Linked DNA regions of Mus musculus: all the other regions are linked to region 3. The links are chromatin contacts, called in public HiChIP or PLAC-seq and Micro-C maps. All regions are on one chromosome and are shown on one strand. Each heading gives the region's core, a stretch centred on a gene start, on an enhancer-like site or on the middle of the called end of the contact. The rest is flanking DNA. Distances are from core to core; before and after follow the strand shown.

What was found. Hi-C and Micro-C count contacts between places; a contact is called where the count stands out from the background. HiChIP or PLAC-seq counts read pairs in DNA pulled down with a chosen protein or histone mark.
Region 1: a contact with region 3 is called in a Micro-C map of granulosa cells, with 3 times the contacts expected there. The contact joins two enhancer-like sites. A contact is called at or near these places in 1 of 15 datasets of contacts at CTCF or cohesin (pro-B cells), 6 of 484 Hi-C or Micro-C datasets (the CH12 cell line, Th1 cells, bone marrow-derived macrophages and 3 more), 3 of 115 datasets of contacts at active chromatin or transcription factors (embryonic stem cells, fibro-adipogenic progenitors and stem cell-derived neural progenitor cells) and 2 of 9 other capture datasets (adipose tissue and pancreatic islet).
Region 2: an H3K4me3 HiChIP or PLAC-seq map of neural progenitor cells shows a contact between it and region 3, with 46 read pairs. The contact joins the promoter of Egfr here to the enhancer-like site in region 3. A contact is called at or near these places in 9 of 39 promoter capture datasets (the 3T3-L1 cell line, 3T3-L1-derived adipocytes, cranial neural crest and 4 more), 2 of 484 Hi-C or Micro-C datasets (granulosa cells and nephron progenitors), 4 of 115 datasets of contacts at active chromatin or transcription factors (embryonic stem cells, neural progenitor cells and stem cell-derived neural progenitor cells) and 2 of 9 other capture datasets (liver and pancreatic islet).

The regions. Positions count from the first base shown.
Region 1 is chr11:16,523,933-16,526,833 of GRCm38.p6, reverse strand. No RefSeq gene overlaps it. Among named protein-coding and RNA genes, the nearest start is that of Sec61g, 17 kb to the right of the region's middle. Within about 2 kb of position 1,348, at least 39 of the 459 cell types and tissues checked have an H3K27ac peak or open chromatin away from gene starts, as enhancers often do. A contact at or near this core is called in granulosa cells, where this site is marked.
Region 2 is chr11:16,750,823-16,753,541 of GRCm38.p6, reverse strand. Egfr (epidermal growth factor receptor) reads right to left here and starts at 1,339. Exons shown (of 28, transcript NM_207655.2): 1 at 972-1,339. The coding sequence starts at 1,059.
Region 3 is chr11:16,626,507-16,629,206 of GRCm38.p6, reverse strand. No RefSeq gene overlaps it. Among named protein-coding and RNA genes, the nearest start is that of Gm25698, 100 kb to the left of the region's middle. Within about 2 kb of position 1,341, at least 17 of the 459 cell types and tissues checked have an H3K27ac peak or open chromatin away from gene starts, as enhancers often do. A contact at or near this core is called in granulosa cells, neural progenitor cells and stem cell-derived neural progenitor cells, where this site is marked.

The DNA.
Region 1 (2,901 bases), core at 99-2,598, 100 kb after region 3:
GACAGAATTTAATCTTCTACCCAGATTCAGAAGAAAGGACAGAAAATATGAGCAAACCTTGTGAGGAGCATGCTCACATCCCTTTATAAACATTCAGGACCAGAGCCCTGCACTCACTTGGAGGTTTGCCACTGGAATTTATCTCAGAAGCAGAGAATTAGTCACAGGATTGCAGGTAACCACAAAAGAGAGGAGGGACACAAACTAATCGCATAATGAGACCTTGAGTGCCAGCACTTGCACAGAGCATCTGTTAATCTTACAAACAATCCCGTGAGAAAGATGTGGCTTCCTTCATCTTTTAGAAAAGCAAACTAGAGCTTAGAGCCACTTGGGAACAAGCTCAAAGAATTATGCACAATATTCAGGGCAGGCTGAGTCTCTATCCTGGAGTACCATAATTACAATCCACAAGTCCCTCTCTCACAGACCAGAGACTTTAACGGTAATATGTACCATCAATTCCATCATCTTGCCTTGGCTGCTGAGCATCTGTCAGTGCAGGGATCACATAAAAATTGGACATTAGACCCAAAGTCCAAATGTCCTTTTCTGGATTTTTCTGTTGCCACCAGAGTGGCAAAGTCTTGTAAGACTCCGGGGAGCCTTAGCTTACCAGGGACACCTGAGTGAACCATGTGGAGTCAGGATCAACGCAAAAAGCAAGAGGAATTTATTGTTCCAGTGCACTGGAGTCGTCCAGACCCAAAGGAGAGGCAGTGACCCCCCAGCACCAGTTTGGGGAATTTTTATATGGTTTCCAGGGCCAGAACAGAGCATCTGCAACTAGGCACAATATGATTGGCTGAACAGTGCACCTTTTAAACTGATTGGTCTTTAGGGAATGAGGTGACAAGGACTTCCCTTGTCTGAAGGTGAGCAATGGTCTGTCCTGAGGAATGTGTCCCCACCCGCAGGTTCCTGCCCTTAGGTCTGAGAAATGCTAATTAGCCTCTCCCTTCCAGAGGGCTGAGGGTTTCATGACCTTCCCAAAGTTCCTACGCTGACCTTTCCACTTCCATCAGTATGGCTTTGCTGGACTGTGTCACAGAGAGAAAGAAAGAAAGAAAGAAAGAAAGAAAGAAAGAAAGAAAGAAAGAAAGAAAGAAAGAAAGAAAGAAAGAAAGAAAGAAAGAAAGAAAGAAAGAAAGCGATTCTGAATCAAATAGATAGTTTGGGAAATGGATCCATTTTCTTTCCTCTGTAGCATTGAGTGAATGAATGTTTCTTGGTGCTCCCTAACAACCTGGCTATGTCTTCTTTCCTAGATGACAAAGTTGTTAAAGAGTGCACAGACTTAGAGTCAGTTCCTCCGTCTTTCCCACACCACTGTGTCAGAGATCCATGTTCCTGCACTGCCCTCTATTTATGACTATCTGAAACACAAAATCAGGAACTCTAGAGGGATCCAAGCACTCTTTAAAAAATTAGGGTGCTATTTTACAATAGACTTATACTGAGTTTTCAACATTCAGTAGGCAGGAGTGTCCATAGTAGTAAATATTGTACTGATATCAAACTACTGCACTTTTGAACTGTATTAGTGATAGCTGAAAAGAGAAAGTTAATACGATTTTGAGATGTTTAAAGGATAGTTTTTGATTGGAGATAGCAATTACAATACTAGAAATGGCTTCCAAAGCTCCTTGGAAAAGAGCATGGAGGGGAATCAGTCCAAGGGCTCACCAGGGTTTGGATACAGCCACAGAATTTGTGTATATTTTCTTGGTGGAACATCGCCATCTTGTGTCTTTTCCAGATATTTCACATAGAAATATGCATCACCATGGTTCTTTTAGTGTTTAATACTTGTTCCCTAGTACAGATTCTAATTTTTGTTTCAAGATTCAAACTAAATAACACAAGTACATGTATATAATTTTATACCTCCCACTTCCTTGTTTGTGTTTGCTAATTATTCAAAATGATGAGTTTATGACTCTTTCATACATGTACGTAGTCTATGTCAATCAATAGGCTATTGTAAACAACTGTATTATAGTATGATGTGCTGGTTAGTTTTATGTTAACTTGACACAAGCTAGAGTCTTTAGAGAGGAAGAAACCTCAATTGAGAAAATGGCTCTGCCTGTAGGAGATTTTCTTAATTAGTCACTGATGGGCAAGGCCCAGATTATCGTGCATGGTGCCATCCTTGGATTGGTGGTCACAGGTTTTATAAGAATGGCTGTGCAAGGCATTGGGAACAGTAAGCAGCACTTTTGCATAGCCTCTGCATTAGCTCCTGCCTCCAGGAGCTCCTACTGTCCTGCTTGAGTTCCTGTCCTAACTTCTTCCACCTATGGGAGGTGGTGTGAAAATGTAAGCCACATAAATCCTTTCCTCCCCAGTTTGCTTTTAGTCATGGGGTTTCATCACAAAAATACTAACTTCACTAAGACATATAATAATCAAAACTACAATGTTATGCATTGCATAATAAGCCAATCATGAGTTATAAAAGTTATATGTTCAAGGGGTTGCAATAGACCATATGGAGTGCAAGAAGACTGAGCACAACCAGCAACATAAAATTTCAAATGCTACACACCTCTGTTCAATTGCCTGATCCTCTGTACATCTCCCCTGTCTCCTCTCACACCTGATCCTGGCCTCTTATTTCCTCCCCACTCCTTTCTCCCTCCCTTAATTCCTCTCTCTCTCTCTACCTCCCTTGATTATTTTTGGTCTTCCTTCTTCTTGAGCTTCATATGGTCTGTGAGTTGTATCATGGGTATTCCAAGCTTTTTGCCTAATATCCACTTATAAGTGAGTACATACCATGTGTGTTTTGTGACTGGGTTACTACACTCTGGATATTTTCTAGTCCCACCCATTTGCCTAAGAATTTCATGAAGTCATTGTTTTTAATAGCTGAGTAGTACTCCATTGTGTAAATGT
Region 2 (2,719 bases), core at 90-2,589, 120 kb before region 3:
CAAGGGCCCAGCTGTCACAAGGAGGTCAGCCATCCATTGCAAAGGCAAGTGATGCTGCAGCAGCCCAAGCTTCTGGGAAAGGGCAAATTCAGGGATCCCAGGGGAAGTAGCCACCCCGCAACGCTAGCTCCAATCTGGCATGGAGCCTTGGTCCCCAACCAGTGCACCTAGCCTGGCAAGTCTCTGGCATGCTCTATGCCTAAGAGGCGGAATCGACCCACCCCACCCGCCACCCCCACGCCCTCCTTTTTTTTTTCCTAGTGAAGAAGCAAATGACCACTAACACCATCTCTTCCCAGAAGTCCTAGGTGGTTAGTGACAGAGAGATCTCCACACTTCCAGGTCATTGCTGCAACTACACACCCGCGAAAGGGCAAGCCAGAAATCTGCAAGCTACATTGGGACTCAGGCTACCAGGTCCTGAGAGTACCCTGCTGGAGAAGAGAGGAGTTGAGGGAAACCGCGCTCAGGAAACCGCGCGTCTCAGAGGTTCCGACCTTGACCAGGGGCGCGTTGGTTCGCACTCCAGTCCCTCAACTCTCACACTGAGCGGGTGGGACACACCCGACCCGCTTGAGGATCCGGGGTCCCTCCGCTCTCCCTGACAGTACTGGGCGCACGTGCGCCAATGCCCGGCGTCCCGCGCTGTCCCGCACCACGTTTCTGCTCCGAACGCCTACTGAGCGCAGGAAAGTGAGGCAACTAAGTTGGCAGCAGTCAAGAGCCCCGGAGCGCACAGCCGCGGCTCCCACGCTGCCCTGGCAGCCCCTCTGCTCCTAGCCCAGTCTCCCTTCCTTCGGCGGCCCCAGTCTCGCCCATTCCAGACTCCGTCCAGTTCCTCCTATGGTCCCGGCCGCCTTTGGGAGCCAGAAGAGGAGGAGCGGGCGGCTGGGGACTTAGAGTCCCGAGCGGAGGTTGGGACTGGGCGAGCTAGCTCGCAGGGGGCGCGGGCCGGTGGGACACGCCCTTACCTTTCTTTTCCTCCAACGCCCCACCTGCGGCGCAGAGCGCGGTCAGCAACACCAGCAGTGTGGTTCTCGCGGTCCCTGAGGGTCGCATCTCTGACCGGGAGAGGTTGGCTCTGGCTCTCCGGGATTAATCCGAGACAGACGGAGTCCCACGGTTGTGCCCAGTGACTGCGCCGGCAACGACGAGACCCGGACACAGGCTCGCGTCCAGGTGACCTGTCGTCTGTCTGGGAGGCGGTAGCCTCCGGGACTCGATCCAGACGCCCTAGCCCAGGAGGAGCGCACAGTGCGGGAAGAAGAGGAGGGAGGCTGCTGCGCGTTGCGCTGGGGCTGCCCAGACGTCTAGTTAGCTCGGGTCGGGACTGGGGGAGGCTGGGCGGGAGGAGGAGGGACTAAAGAAGGAGGAGGGATCCAGAGGAGCGAAGAGGAGGAGAATGTCAGGAGAGAGGAAGCGCTCTCCGCGAGGATCGAAAGCAGGCAGTGACCGGAAGGTGGTGGTGGATGGCCTTGGCCACCACTAGACAAGGCTCTGGGGGCGAGTTCTGGCTGTGTGCAGCGGGTCAGTGGGTGGCCTTTGGAGTTAATTTCTGAGGGGACTCCGCTCCGCTGCATTTCAGGACCTAGGAAGTCCAGCCAATCTATGCCAGGGTCCCCTCCTTCCTTCCCTCTGTCTCCCACCTTCTTCCTTCCTTTCTTTCAATTAACCAAACAACTCTGGACCACCTCGGTTACAAACTGTCCAACCACAGAGCACAGGTTGGAGAATAACACAGGTGGGGACGCTGTTCACGTATTCTCCATAACTTCTCCAGGATCTCAGAAGGGTCAGGCTGACTTGGCAGCAGTTTCCAACAGCACAGGCAGAGGCGGGTGCCTCAAGTCTGAAGTGGCACTAAGAAGTCCAAGGGTCCTTCAGATCCCATCAAGAACCCTCCATGTCTTCTGAAAGAAGGGCAGCCAACTCCTGACACTTAGAAGGGCCTCAGTATATTTGCTGGATGAAAGCATGCATGTTGAAGAACATGGCATTTTCTACACCTGGAGCCAGTCTGGAGTGCTTGAAAAGCAAAGCAACGTACACATGAGGCAAATTCCTCCACAAAAGCAGAGACTTGACATAACAGCAGTGAACAAATCTTTAGAGCAGTTAGCATCCTCTAGTGACCTCAGCTAGCCCTGCCGCACATCAGGAGGCAAATTGCCAAGTAAGTTCACTTAGAATTTGACCAGTAGAAATGTGTCCCTGAACTTCAGGACCCACAACTAAATTCCTTCAGCAAAGACCAACCAATGTCCCTACTTCTTAGCTATCAGAGGAATGTCCCCTGCTTCCATTCAATCCAAAGTCTCTGAGTTTTTCACAAAATCACTTGGTCCCCTAATTTAGGCCCCTTTGCTGTGGGTGTCCTTGTTAGCAGAAGTCATGGCTAACCAGTGAGGCTCAGTCCAGCTTTTTCCATGCAGCCAGAAAGGAGGCATTCCGGACTTTTCGTCCGCACCCTGCAAAGTCAGGGCTGCTGCCCAAGTTTTGTAGGTGGCGTCTTGAATGGGAACACGTCACCCAGCCTGTGCAGGGACCCTCATCACAACCTGAGACCTTCACTGAGAAGTAGAGCGGGGTTTCTTAAACTTTTCCCACGGGCAACCTCTTTTCATAGATGCTTTTTATGTAATCTTGGGATTTTATATAAAATAGGTGTTCAAATCAGACATCGACTAATGGTAGATCCTAATGCAATGTTAAGATAATT
Region 3 (2,700 bases), core at 92-2,591:
CTGAGGAGGGGATTGGGGTGGTAGAGGGAGCAGTGAGTGGGCTAAGGGGAATGTATATTTTAAATATATGTATATTTTGTATATCTGAAACACTTTATAAAGTTTGAGAAATGAACTCAAATATACAGGAATTTGTTTAAACACACACATAGGGGCGGAGGCTGAACTGGTACAAACAAACACAGACTGGAAGCAGAGTCACAAGCAGGTTAGTGGGAACAAGAGGGACAGGAGTTAAGAACCCTTTCAAACACTTGGAGTGTGCTAAAGTCCCTGCTTAACATCTGGAGATTGCTGGCTTGGGTTGTTTAAATTAACAAAGCCTATGTCAGAGGAAAGCACTATCACACAGCAAACATTGCTGAGCAGGTGTTAAAATTCTGCATGAACATATGTGAGTTCCCCCACTGTTTTTGCAGCTTTCTGTTTTAGTTGAATTATTACCTCTGTGAATTCAAAACTGTGAATGAAAGTGATAGAGCAAGTGACAGAGAGCGCACTCTCAAGCTCCCGGGTCTGTTTCCTGGGCTGTGGCTGAGGAGTGAATAGTTAACTCTCTAGCAAAGGGCTCCTCTCTCCCCCACACAGTTATTATCAAGAGTTTTTAGGGGAAGACAGTTTGTACCTTTCTTACAAAAACAATAAAATCTGATTTTCTTTTTTAAACATGGTTTTCTGAGTCATAATATAGTGGTGAAATAGAGTGGAAATTCTCCCTTATTTTTGTATTGCTCTTTTGCTACCAACTACCCATGACAGTTTCATCGACTGTAGTCCTTTGCACTTGCACTTGGCTTACATGAACTACTTGTTACAAAACAATCTTTATTCGTTTTCACATTCTTATACACAGCTCTTATGACTCTTGTTCATGCATACTTCAATCTCCCTTTGTGAGTGTTTACTGAGGGGTGTGGGAAATACATCATTTTAACACCTTACTTTTTAAACTTAGCATATCATAAGCATATGTGTGAATTTTAAAGGAGTGCTCATGTTGTATTGATCAAACATGGCCAGCGAAGCTCTCCCAGCTTCAGTCACACCAAATCCCCCCTTGTCTGTCCTTGAAAAGGGAAGATTTAAATTCTTCTGAAATGTTTCCAAGGGCTGAGACAACGCCACTGTGTGCTGATGGGTGGTTTTGTTCTCCTTCTATCTCTCTCGGTTAAATAAGAAATCAGATTCAGAGCCAAGTTCAAGGCATTCATTGCGTGGTGTGTAGCCGTTGCTTTGTCAGCTTCGGAAGCACCTCCCCCATTTTGGTGTGGGACAGTGGGCACTGTATGGAGCTCAGAAGAGAGCAGGTCCTTGCTGACAGCTCCCTCTGGTCCACTCTCATTGCCAAGTCCGTCTGTGCTCCTTTTGAGTCAGAACAAGGACTGTGGTGCAGCTGCTTACACTGTTGTATCAGATCTGAAGGGAGGGCACCATAGTGATGGGAGGTGGCTGCCAGAGAACCTGCAGGGTGAAATCCCTGTATGAAAGGACAGGAAAGTGACAGTAGCAAGTGAGTGCCCAAATACTCATTAGGTAGAAAACGGAGTGTGCTGCTGATCAATACAAAGAGAGAGAGAGAGAGAATGTAGATTAGTTACCTCTGAGTGACTAGACAAATGGTATTAAATCAACCAGTAATTACTATTTCTCATTATTTTCATCACATTCTGTGGGGAACTGGGGAGAAGGCATTGAGGAGGGATATCAGAGTGGCTTGCTTCCAGGCCTGAAGACCCCATGCCAATCCCTAGAATCCCCATGGGAGAAGAACCAATTCAGTAAGTTGTCTCAAGACCTCCTCAGGAAACCCATATGAACATGTGTGCACATATACATGTATTTGTGTATGCACACATGTGAATATACACGTAAATGTAAGGTAAATAAATGATAAAAGAATTGTAAAGCATTGTAAGGATAATAAACAAACATCTCTTCCAGGATGATAAGAAAAAGACAATGAAGAGAGAAGTGTTTTGATTGACAGATCACCAATCCATAATTGTGAGCTTTCACAATTGTCATATTGGAAGAAAAGCTGATCTCCATATGTTTTAGTGTTATTGTATGATAAGATTCCTGAGTCACACAGTTGGGAGTTTTCTGTAAGCCCCACATAGTTATCTGAAAATTAAATAAGGAAAAATGATCTATCTTTATTAGTTGCTTGCTGGTTGCTACAAAGAAATATTCTAGCAAAAGCAACTCCTCTTAGTTGCAGTTTCTATTGTTGTGTTTAAACACCACAGCCAAAGCCCCTTGGGAAGGAAAGGACTTATTTCCTTCTACAACTGTAAGGTTTTACTCTATCACTGAGGCAAGTCAGGACAAGAACTCAAAGTAGGAACCTGGAGGCTGGAAGTGAAGCAGGAGCCATGGAGAAAGACTGCTAACTGGTTTGCTACTCCTTGTTTTCTCACTTTGCATTCTTATATGTTCATATTTCGGTGGTTTCATTTACATCTAGGCTGGGTCTCCCCTATATGGTATTCCCTCAAAAGTATGTCCAGGGGCAACCATCCAAGATTATTCCCAGTATTTGTACCTGGAGGCTTGACTCCTGAGGATGCCAGATCCTGAGAAGTTTCCAATATTAAGCCATCATACTCTTGTTCTGGATAAATGCATTGCTATTATTAATATCTACTTAAGTCACAATTTTACCTCTGATTATTTCTAATGATCAAAGAATTTTGTGCT